Linked DNA regions of Mus musculus: region 1 is linked to region 2. Evidence: chromatin contacts called from public Hi-C data. All regions are on one chromosome and are shown on one strand. The core of a region is the stretch at or near the end of the contact, and the rest is flanking DNA. Distances in the headings are between cores, read along the strand shown.

Region 1 (6,173 bases), core at 258-2,757, 1.1 Mb after region 2:
GCTGAGAGTTCCTATTAAATTGTTCTGCCATTCAATAACTCTATAGGTAGAAGAATAGCTGCTCTGTTAATTAATTTTCATATTTATGAAACATTGTCATTATATTATCAACACTACCCTCACAAACAAACACAATAATGCACTATAAGTTGTTCCCAGAGCAAGTAATAATAATAAAAAAAAAAACCCAGCTAGATGATAGGTTCAGTTGTCACATCACTTCTGCCATAGGATGAGCCCCAGGCGTTCCCCTGTCCAGTATCTCTTGTTCCTTCTAAACAGCAGCATCATATGCTGATGGGATGTCTTCCCGATAAAATGGACCAAGATATCAGGAAAAGGAGAGCACTGAAGATGGAAAGAGAGGGGGTGGGGTAGCATTCAAGAGGTCACAGAAACCAAGTCTGTCGCTTCCACAATGAGGTACCCAGAGGATACCCTCCCAATTAGGAGGCCCACTCCTGGAAAGGTGGCCATTGCTCTCTGTCCTCCTTGAGACACTACACTAGCTCCCTTTGCCTCACCAAAAAGTACCCCTCCCTGCTCCTCAACACCCACATCCATCATGGACCAAGTCTCTTCCCACCATTTATTGACACTCATTTTCCCGTTCCCCATGTGTGCAAACGCAGTGTGGCCTTTCTGGCAAGTGGAAAGAGAAGAGGAATGTGCCGGGGCACCCTCATGCCAAGTGCTAGAATGCCCAGTACTGTGTATCACTGCACGTAATGACTTGAGAGAGAAAGAGACAGACAGACAGACAGACAGACAGACAGAAAGACAACAGATCATCTCAGGCAGAGGCAACAGAGAAGCAGCACCCATATACCACCCCCTCTCCCCGTTGCAACCTAAAAAAGGACAATCAGGTTGTCTTCATGTCCAGAGAGCAGAGGTCAGCTCCAGAACGAGGGAGGTCACTGTCGAAAATGGGCTTCAGGACCCAATTATGTCCCTCATGACATTGGTTTGCAGTGCAGAACCAATTTGAAAATGTGGCATGATCAGCAGTTTCGCCCCAGGAGAGTCCAGGACCAGAGGAAAGGGGTGTCATAAATCAAGCCTCAGTTGCCCTGAGTGGGAGCCCCGGGCTGGACTAGGCCAGGCGGCTGTGAGGCAGGATTGAGATGCATTGGCTGAGCTGTGACGGTGACCCCCAGACTGAAATAATTGGGGTTGGGGGAGGTGCATCATGGGTCAGACTAAAGGGTGGTGAGAGAATATAAGGGGTGGGGACTGGGAGGAAGAGCTTTCAAAAGGCCTGCCTAGACAATGACAGGCTCTGGTCAGAGTAATTATCTGCCATGTTCAGAAGTACTGCATTCACTTTTAAAGGACACACATACGCACAAGCCACACAAATACACAGGCACAAAAGGGAGAAAAACCCTCCTGAGAGAAAACAAAGTATGACTACTATACAGCAAAAACAGTAGATCCCAGAGGGAAAGGCGATTGAAACTTAGGAACTTCATTCCAAAGTAAACAGTGCCCTCTAGAGGCACGAGGCTCACATGCAGGTGAAGTCAAACAAAAGAAGTTTCGGCGGAAGTGACCCTCGAGCTTTAGATGGCCTGGAAGGAGGACGATCCCATGCATTTCCTCTTCAGACTGAGTATCCATCATCCTTTCCCCAAGGCAGGTTTACTCCAGTGACTGTGAGGATGCCTTTAGCTGAACACACTTGCCAATGGACTGCTGTGTCATGGGAAGTTTCATTTATAAAATTGAGTGTATGTGTGTGTCTGTGTGTGTGTATATATATATATATTTATATATGTATATATATATATGTATGTATGTATGTATGCAGAGAGAGAGAGACTTCAGGATACTTTGTAGCGTAAATATTTTTGAAGCCTATATTATGACATATTCTGTCAATTTCCTCAATAAATCTAAATTCAAAATTGATCTCACAAGTGCCAGGCCAAGTGATAAAAGGCTAATAGGAGACCATTAAAGGCAGAGTTCATTGAGTTCCCACCATGAATCTCTCCAGAAGCAGAGTCTACTCTGGTCTCCCTTTCCAGGCTTCTAGTTAGACGTTTACCACACATCTCAGCCACTTCCTTACCAATGCCTCCCTCTCTCCTCCCTTTTACACAGCTGTCCCTATTGGGGAAAAGAAATCCTAGCTTCAAATAACCAGATGCAACCTCAAATTGAAACCCACTGGCATCAGGCCACATGCACAGTGATCTGAGATTCCATTGTGTTGTCACATCATGGCTGACAGTGACCTTCTCATTTGGCTGGTGGAAGGAGCCATCAACGTAGTCATGGGAGATATCCAAGTTGGTGTCCAACAACAACAAAAAAAAAGTGTCTCTTCCTTCCCTTCTATAGAGAAATAGCAGAGACTCCAGCCACCAATCTCTTCCTCCTGGGTCCACACTGCATCCCAAATGCCACCAGACAGGTACCCAAGTCATTGTCACCCAGCCACCCATCCCTACTACCACCATCAGCATCTGGTGAAAACAAACTTCTCAGGCATTTAATGTCCCTTTCAGTCCTCGTTCTATTGCACCTTCTAGCTCACTGCCTTCTGGAACATTCTAAGACAGACCATCTGCCTTATGAAGGCTACCTCACCCATTTCTACTCCCCTCTGCAAAATTCAAAATGTCTACCATCTCTCTCTCTGCCAGACTCCAGACTCATCTTTGTTGAGGTCTCTCCAGCTATTCCCAACCTTTGATATCTTGACCAGTTTGGACTCTGGAGAATTGAATCAACTTATTCCTACAGTGTTGGGATTGAGCCCAGGGCACCCAGGAGCACACATGCTGAGAAAGTCCCTTCTACCGCTGCCCAGCCCCTTTTCATGCCTTATTAATTTAAAATTTAAAACTATATAAAGAATGATGCACATCTCTAAGTATGGACATGGAAAGATGACTGCTTCATTGGTGACTTGAGGGAATAAATATAATGTGTATTTTGAGCCACTTTTGTTTTAAAAAAATACACACACACACACATGTGTGTACACATCTATAAACACACAGTTACAATGGACAGGGATGGTCAGGAGTTTCTACTTTTTAAACATTCTATGATTTTGGGATTTTTTAAACATTTTTTCATTCTGTCTGTATATACTTTTTGATTTTAGAAAAACAACATTTTTCAAATAAATCAACAAACATTCACTTGCCAAGTGTTAATCTAATTGCTAGGGGGCCTCTAGGGTGGTCTTGGCTTTCTACAGAATTAATATCTGGGAGAAAAATTCAACAGAAGACTGAGACAGGAATATGCAAAGAGCTATGAACTTAGTCAAATCCAGGGGAACTCGTAGACATAGGATGTCAGCTTTGTTGGAGGCTAAGCAAAAGAAAAAAAAATTTTACTGGAGGACCAGGCAAATGAAAACCACACTAGTGTCTTACTGAGTGCATGCCCACTGAGTGGAAAAGAAAGCACTGGGCACTCTTGGTGGAGGGAAAAGACTCACGATAACAAAGGTGTTGGCCTATCTAGGGAGGAGCAAGCAATTCTGCATGTGTAAACAAGAACATGTAGGAAAAGGAGAGAAAGAAGATGTTAGAGCAGCGGTTCTCAACCTTCCCAATGCTGTGCCCCTTTAATACAATTTCATTGCTACTTCATAACTGTAATTTTGTTACCATTATGAATCCTAATGTAAATATCTGTTTTCCAATGGTCTTAGGTGACCCCCATGACCCTTCAAAGGGGTCATATCCCACAGGTTGAGAACCACTGCTCTGGAGTCTGGGCGTTGAGAGGATACAATTCGAGGGAAAGGCACAGAGCCTTAGCATGAAGATTGCTGGGACCAGAGATCAGTGCCTTCCTGGGTCATTTCTCTACCTTATTTTTGAGAGAAGATCTCTCGGTGAACCCAAAACCCATCATTTCTCTTAGACTGGCAGGCTAACTACTAGCTCCCAGGATCCAATTGTCTCTACCCACCAGGGCCGGCGGTACAGGCTGCTTTATACAACCGTGGATCACAGCTCCAGGAACTCAGGCTTGCACGCAACAACATCCCCCAGTTAGCTATCTCTCCAAGCCAGAAACGGACTCTTTACACAACAGCAAACAACAGACAGTGTGAAGTAGGTATTTATCTGTGATATCATCATTTATTTCCTGGTATCACTGTTGAATTATTTCATGATATGTATGACGATTTTAATGTATCTATTGTGTATGTCATAGTCTCCAAGTGAGCAACAGAGGAAGTTAGAAACTTGCACCCATTTAGAGCACTGGCAGAGACCTGAGCACATTTTTTATGAATGGAATCAAAAACTGTGTTGATCTGCGATATTAAGTGTTGTCCGCAGCCTGGGCACAGGAACACAGCATTTATTTCTTAAGCTGTTCTCTGAGTGATCAGTGGAGGAGGCATCTTGCCTTCTGCTTCTTACCAGCTCCAGTTCCCATAGGGATCCCCTCCACTCCCGGAAGACCTCACCTCACAGCAGCAGCTTTTGTGAACCTGCTGGAGAGATGGCGGCTTGGCCCAGGGAGCGTCCACATGGTGTCTGATGATAACACCTCGAGCAAGAAAAAAAGAAAAACGGTTTTCCACTGATGGCAGTGTGTACAAGCCGGCTGAGCTGCTTGGCACAACCCCCGCAGCTGTGTATTCATGATGCTATGTGTAAGCCAAAAAAAAAGGGGGGGGGTAGGGGTTTGAACGATATAATCAATACAGGCTGAAATTTGGTTGACCCACTCAAGTTCTTGCCTCTCACTGCCTAACTGCTCTGTGAGAAGCGGGGAGCTGGGCTGTAGACATAAGCCTCCCCCTCAAAAAAGTTTAAACCCCCACTGTGCAGAAAAACAGGAACAGATTCTGCCACATGCAGTGCCACTTGGCTGCGTTTCCCACACGTTCAGGATGATTTCTGTGGCAGACCTTCCCAGTGGGTGGAAGGGAACCAGACGCCCTACCCCCACTCTTGGGAACCTGTGATGATGGGGCAAGTAAGCTCCGGGGTGGAGAGTAGATCTACTTCACAGCCTTGGATTTATTTGAAAACTGGAAATCACGGTGCTGATGTAACCAGGGGAACGCATCCAGTGTCCCAGGGGCTGGCCTCTCATCCGTGAGTCTACACAACCAACTGTAAGCTGACCTGTATGCACTCTTTCCTATCTTTCATGGACCAGGTGGTTTTGGAAATTGACATTCTCACAAATGAAGGTCCAAGAAGAAAGCTAGGGTCTGATTGTGTTGTCTTTGTGTGCCATGGTTAAGGCACCATGAGATAAATAATCAAAATTAAACCTAAAGTTGGCAATAATAATAATAATGCCCATCTGGCAACATTTGGGTACTTTGCCTTAAAATTTGGAATGAAGCTGAGTTAAATTAAGATGGTTCAAAGGACTGGTCAGATGGCTCAATGAGTAAGAGGGCTTGCAATGCAAACCTGAAGACCTGAGTTTTGAATCCAAGTAAAAGGCAAGGTATGGTCATTGTCTAGGACCACAACATCTTATGGAGGATGGCTGGGATTTGGTGGCCAGCCAATCTAGCCAATAAACTAGAGAAAATACTCCACACCATTCTCTAGCCTCTGAATGTAATGTACATTCACAGGGGGTAGCACCCGCACACACAGGTCCATAAAGTTGGGGAACCTTCTCTTCAAACACGCTATTATACTGTTTCTTTACTTAGTCTGAAGCTCTCCGGAAAATTCAATAGTTCAAACTGGAAAGGAGTTTGGAGGTGACTTAAAGGAGCTTAGTAACCCCTCAAGAGATGGGGAGAGGGGTTTTGATACCCAGAGTGGGGCTCCCCATCTCTTGAGGGGTTACTAAGAAATTTAATTAAAATAAAAAAGTGTGGGACTTGGAGAAAGTTACCTTGCTGGCAAGTGGAAGCACGAAGACACATTTCTGAACCTGGCACTTCCCATAACAGTAACCGCACCTCCTCCATTTTGCCATTGTTTGACGCCTTTGTAAATCTGCTGCCTTTCATTGCCCCTTAACACAATTATCAAATGGTACAGTTTTATCATGGATGTTCTCGCTGGTTCCAAAATTTCCCTACAAACGAATATCCAAACTGTTCTTCTTATATTATATCAAAGTTTATTTTTAAAAAAAAATAGACCATTGATTACATATAGACACCTAGAGGCCAGATCACCCAGCACATTAGGAACCCAGGAAGTTAGCAA
Region 2 (5,987 bases), core at 3,468-5,967:
GCTGACTATGCAGGACACATATTTAATCCCAGCACTTGGAAGACAGAGAGAGGTGGATACCTGGTGGTCACGAGCTGACCAGACTAGCTGAACTACTGAGCACCAGGTTCAGTGAGTGGCTGGCCAGGTCTCAAAAAATTAAGGTGGAGAATGATGAAGAAAGTCACCCAGGGTGCACCGCTGGCCTGTTTTGCACTTATACTCAACGTGCGCCCATATACATAGAAATACATATATGAACATGTATGGAGAGAGATACACACCAAAGAATCAACTAAAAATAAACAAATGCTTCCCTGGCAGCCAGGGAACCAACTTTACATCAAAGATGGGAGAGGAAACTTAGGAGGGTGATGTCTGTAATAAGCATAGCTGTGGCAACCCACCTCTCTTCTGAGGTCCTGCTCTATAATGCTGGACGGAGGAAGCAGCTTGGGAGAAACTGTCATTTTACGGGAACTGTGGACAATTACACTTACAATCTTCTGCCTTTGAACCCACTCGGTGTGGCTGATGTTGCCACCCATCATAGTCAAGAGCGCTAATGCTCAGGTGGAACAAGGCACTTGGGAAAAGCCACATGCTAGACTAGACTGCCTTCCTAGGCCAAGCCTGTATGTACTTTGGCTGTCACCACCCCCTGACAAGAGGAAAGGGCTGGTAGTGGGGAGATGCTCAGTCCCTCTCAGTCACTGCCATCTATCTCCCATCAGCCTTCCATTCCAAGCTTTCCCAATTCTCCATAAATACAACCACCACGACCCAGGAAGTCCAACACTCTGACCCAGGAAGCCTCTGCAGACCACACCTCTTCAGACCCTGCACTGAGCAGGTAGCCTCACGGTGGGGTGTCAAATTTTAGGAGTGATAGTCAGAGCCAAGATAAAGGGCAGACCGGCAAGGATAACTTGCCTTGATCATACCCTGCCTGGTACTTTGTTCTGATCCTGCTCCACTTGCCTTTCTCACTTGAGGGCTTGTGTGTGTGTGTGTGTGTGTGTGTGTGTGTGTGCATGCGTGCGCAAGCGCACATGTGTAAAGCTGGCTGCTTCATATTCACACTTGTAGACTTAAATCCCACCAGGGTCAACAGAGGTAACACCCACAGGAGTCTGGCATGTCTCCAAGATTCCCTCAAGGCTCAGAAGTCAAGCTGCAAGTGCCACACTAACTTAAAGGAGGGGAAACTGAGGAAGGGAGGTCATGCAAATGTTAGCACTCAGCCTTAGATGGTCTGGCAAGTCATCACATATGAATATCTGCCCTCTGTGATCCAGCACGTTTTTTCCTGCATCTCACTATAGCTAGGGCAGAGAACAACCCACAGAAGCCATCTACATTTTCCTACAGATCAAACAGGAAGAGGCACAGAAATCTGTGCAAGTGACCACGCTGCCGCTGTTGCTAGGCAGCATGATTATGTCCATTCCCTGCTGCTTGGCAACCAGCATTTCCCATCCCATACACACACAGCCAAGTGCCCTTAACTGCTATCTTATAGCTTTCGAAGGAAGGGGTTGAATTTCAAGGGAACTTATGCACATTCATGGACAAACACCTCTCTCATCAATAATCCACTGATGTTTAGATGGTCCCTAGAGTGAGATGTTCCCATTTAATCAGAAAGTGTCCCTGTGAACATCTTGTACCTGAGAATTGCACAAATCTGCGGAGTTCAGGGACATGCCAGAGAGATGTGGAAAGTGCCTGAATCAGCAAGCTGAAACTTTGGAGGATAGCAAAGCTGTTCTACGTGCCCTGGACTCCTGAAAAGCCTGCTAATACAGTGGTCTCCCAAGAATCTGCCATCTGGTAGACAAGGATAAAGTAAAGGGTCAGTCAAACACCTTGATGGGTGATGTTTCTTTCTGTTGTCCCCAACAAAATGTCACTAGAGTTCAGGACACGTCTCATAACTGAGGGCAAAACTGTCCTCTAGTCATCTTGAACCTCCTTGGTCACAATCTGTCAGTTCCTCAAGAGCAGGGTCAAAGCCATCAACTTGCTGCTTGGACTGAAGAGCTGCCTACTGCATAACAGGACTCCCTCAACTCACCTGGCTTGGGGGATAAAGAGCCAGATGCCTGGGTCCCACCCGGCATCTGCAAGCACTTGAACTAGGGAGGCCTTTGCTTCTAACTGACTGTAGCTGCTATCAACCTCACTGCCTTCCTGCCAGAGCCACAAAAGCAACACACTGATGCATTTTTAATCTCAGTTTTATTTGCACCCAACTTTTTAATGTTAGTTTCTCAAATAGCTCCACAAGGAAGAAACCATATACGGCTCGGCTCGGCCTCCTGGGAAAAAACAGCCTTCAATACTAGGGAGGGCATCTGCAGTTTCTTGTAAACTCTAGAAAATTCTCTAAGCACCATTCTGATTACACGCTGAATTCAGTGAGATCACCCAACGTGATAACCTCATTGGTATTTCGTTTTTTTCTCCTCAGCCCCAGCTGGAGAATTTTTCCCCTCATTAAAATTAACAAGGTCAGTTTCCCAAGCTCAAGATACGAAGCAACTCCTGGTGGTGGGGTTTTGTTTCTTAAATTGAGCTACAGCTCTCTAAGTGCAGAGTTATACTAAGCGTCATTTACTTTATTGCTATGTAATAAGAAACCAAAATGGAAGGCCTTAGCCATCCTCCTAACACACCCTACACTTCAGCAACCACATGCAAACACGCACAGACCACACATCCCCCAACTCAGCCCCCAGGCTTCTCTGTCTTTTGGCCACAAGATAATCTCACTGCTCTTTAGAAGCAACAGCTTAGTGGAAGAAATTCAGAACTCAGAGGAAGGCTCGGTCACCCTGAGTGGCTGACAAAGTCACAGTGTCCGCAGGAAATAGGTTATAAGGTTAAAAGGTACAAGCCGAGAGGAGGGTTTTTGTCCCCCACAGGTGTGCGGAGTGGCCCCAGGTGACCAGATAGCTGAAGTGTAATGAGTCTCCACTGACAGTCAAAAGCCAGAAAGCAATTCTACCAAACACTTCAAAGAATACTATGTCAAAAAATAAAATGTGTGCTCAAAGCCACAATCCCCAATCGTGGGGAAATGGATGAAAGCAGGGAGGATCAACACCAAACTCATTGCTACACACATCTTACATTAACGAACGCATTGTTTAAAATGAATTTAAAAATCCAACTTTGTAAGCAAGATAAACACTACCGAGGTGGAGCAGCATACACACTTTGCGCTAGCTAGGCACACACAGACACCTTACTCCAAGCTGGAAGAAGCTTCATTTAGGGAGGCCACAGAGAAAGCAAGCAGCCCTGTCCAGGCACACCTCTCAGTCATCCTTTCAACAGGATCATCTGTGGCTAACCCAGCCACTTCCCTCTCTCCCTCCTCTCTGCACCCCTCCCCCCTACCATCACCACACAGGCGCTCGAGCGCGTGCGCGCGCGCGAACACACACACAATACACACATACACACGTGGACATACACACGTGTTTCAACACAAATAAAAGCTAACTGTAATTGAGATCAAAGAGGAAAGGAAGAGGAAAAGAAGATGCTGGAGACCAGCTCTGGGTGGAGGGGGTAGCTGCTGGTTTGTGGAGGCCATTTCCCTAGGCCAGGCTGGGAAGGGGGAGCTCCCTCGCGGCTGCCATTGTTGGCTGATCAAAGTCCAATCAGAAAGTAAGGGAGGAAACTCCGCCAGCCTCATGTGATCTGTACAGGAAGCCAAGTGTACAGAAAATGAGCTGTGTTTGTGAATAAGGCGCACCAAGACATCTTTACTAAGCATGGCAGGCAGAGAGAGAGAGAGAGAGAGAGAGAGAGAGAGAGAGAGAGAGAGAGAGAGAGAGAGAGAGAGAGAGAGAGAGAGAGAAACACTGACTCTCTATTTGAAGCTGTACCATAACAAGCCTTAATAAGTTAATGCAAAAAGCCTCCCAAGGAGTCTGGCTATAGGAGACACAGGTCTCTACTGAATCAAAATTCTGTTATGTTGTAATATAATAGATGTAAATTAAAACAGAAAATCTATCATGCCTCTAATGTACCCTGATAGCTGAGTCTGTGGATCCGGACGAGCAGAGGCACCCGGAGGAAGGGTGATATATGGCGGAGCTGGATGGAGGGTGAAAAGCGTGGCGAGATGAGCGGGAGAATGGCGCAGCCCGCTTGCGCTCCTCAGACCCAAGGGCAAGAGACGAATAAATGTTGATTAGTGTTGATTTTGTCCGACAAACGCCTGTCGAGTGACAGTTGGGCTAAGCTGCACTGAAAGAGAACCATTAATCTTGGTCTGGTTTAAGTAGAGTATATTAATTTGTGTCATTTTTACTAAGTCGCGCTGAGAAAGGCCTCTCGCTGCTTTGCATCTGACTGCTTTGGTGGTTGAGCCTTAATCCCCCTCCCCTCCCCCCCAACCCCACCCCCCGTTTTCTAAAACAGATACTACGGTGGCAGCGGTGGCAGCAGCAAATTCAAATGGCACAGCAGGGGAGCAGGGGACTGAGAGCTCCTCTCTTGGATTAAGAAAGTAAACTCCCAGGGTGTTGGCATGGCAACAGCATTGCAGATGAACTGCTATATATTCAGTGATTAATAAATTAACATTTTTTACAGTTGTTCCTCCGTTTCTCTCCACCCCCACCTTCACAATAACCCCCCTCCCCCATACACACTTCACCCTTCTCTAAGCTGCATCTCTTGCCTCAGTGTAGGGGAAGGAAAGAAGAGGAGCCGACACAGCTTGTGAGTTTGTGCCAGCCCACGACTGCTGTCTCTACAGACCTACAGCAAGGCCTCTGGTCACTTAGGATGCTGTCAGCGGGCAGTGGGACCAGCAGACAGATCCATGAAGAAACCCATGCCTGTGCTTCATTGGACAGGGCGCCAAGCGAGAGATGTTGCCAGCAGCATGCCCTAGCCCCAAGCTTGGGTCTTTCAAGCCCTGGCAGGCTAGGAAATAAATGAGAGATCTTCTCTCCACAGAACTGTCCCTCAATGTCAGTGATAGAATGGGGATAACTAGCTTCCCATAGGTGTGTTACACACACACACACACACAACACACACAACACAACAAAACAAAAAAAACCAACAAGCAAACAAAAAACCTTGCATCACGGGGTGGTGTGAGTGTATAGACAGAGAGCTGATATTTCTTCTCTTGGGAGTTTCTGGTCCTCCCATGCATTAAGTCAGTGGATGTGGACAATTCCAGAAATGGAACTTGACCAGAATTCTGAGAGAGCAGAGAGAGGCAACAGACTTTCAAGGCTGCCCTGTAAGGCCGGTCCTGACAGTTCCAACTCAAACTCAGGATGCACTGTTTCCATAGAGCCTTGGGAAATGCTTATCTATCGAAGTGTGGATTTGGCTTTCCATAGCTTTGCCCTGTGGATCTCATTACTATAGCCATCCTATTGTCTTGGGCAGCTCAACTGCCATGGACTGGGAGGGATTCTGCAGAAAGCCACTAGCACAGGCTCCATCTGTGAGAGTGAGTGAGCCCCAAAAAGTCCCTATCACCCCAGAAAGTCCCAGCTCCAGATCAGGAACCGAAGAGGAGAGACACTCGGTGAGCAGCCTAGGAGCTGCCCCCAAATAAGAAAAGAAACAATTTATTCTGTGCACACTGCAGAAGACAAGACTGGGACCAATGGAGTGCTCACATGATAGAGAACGAGTTTCCAAGGAAGAAGAAAAACATCCGCCTAAGGCCACACTATAAAGAAATGGGTAATGTCTCCCCGAACAGTCCCAAGAAGTCCCATCCTTAGTGCAATGGGGAATTAAGTAACATACCATTTAGGGCACCTCCAAGTCACTGCTAAGGGTAAAGAAAATAAATCATAAAAGCAAATCCATTATGAAGTTGAACATGGATCAGATACCATCTAAGTTGCTTTGTAAGTGTTTTAATAAACTGATGGGTGCTTAGGGGAAGGGGCAGTGACAGTCACCGTAAGAAGTGCCTCACCATGAGGTGTGCACCTATACAGAAGACTCCAACA

The links. Hi-C and Micro-C count contacts between places; a contact is called where the count stands out from the background.
Region 1: a Hi-C map of neural progenitor cells shows a contact between it and region 2, with 4 times the contacts expected there. The contact joins two enhancer-like sites. A contact is called at or near these places in 2 of 484 Hi-C or Micro-C datasets (neural progenitor cells and uterus), 5 of 115 datasets of contacts at active chromatin or transcription factors (embryonic stem cells, oligodendrocyte precursor cells and stem cell-derived neural progenitor cells) and 2 of 9 other capture datasets (embryonic stem cells and embryonic trunk).

Annotation. Positions count from the first base shown.
Region 1 is chr1:169,458,079-169,464,251 of GRCm38.p6, forward strand. Gm34535 (a long non-coding RNA gene) reads left to right here and starts at 4,888. Exons shown (of 3, transcript XR_373696.1): 1 at 4,888-5,107. Within about 2 kb of position 1,508, at least 29 of the 459 cell types and tissues checked have an H3K27ac peak or open chromatin away from gene starts, as enhancers often do. A contact at or near this core is called in neural progenitor cells, where this site is marked.
Region 2 is chr1:168,353,719-168,359,705 of GRCm38.p6, forward strand. All of the region lies in intron 2 of Pbx1 (pre B cell leukemia homeobox 1), which reads right to left. Gm51671 (a long non-coding RNA gene) reads left to right here. Exons shown (of 2, transcript XR_003948152.1): 1 at 1-5,987. Among named protein-coding and RNA genes, the nearest start is that of Gm51671, 11 kb to the left of the region's middle. Within about 2 kb of position 4,718, at least 80 of the 459 cell types and tissues checked have an H3K27ac peak or open chromatin away from gene starts, as enhancers often do. A contact at or near this core is called in neural progenitor cells, where this site is marked.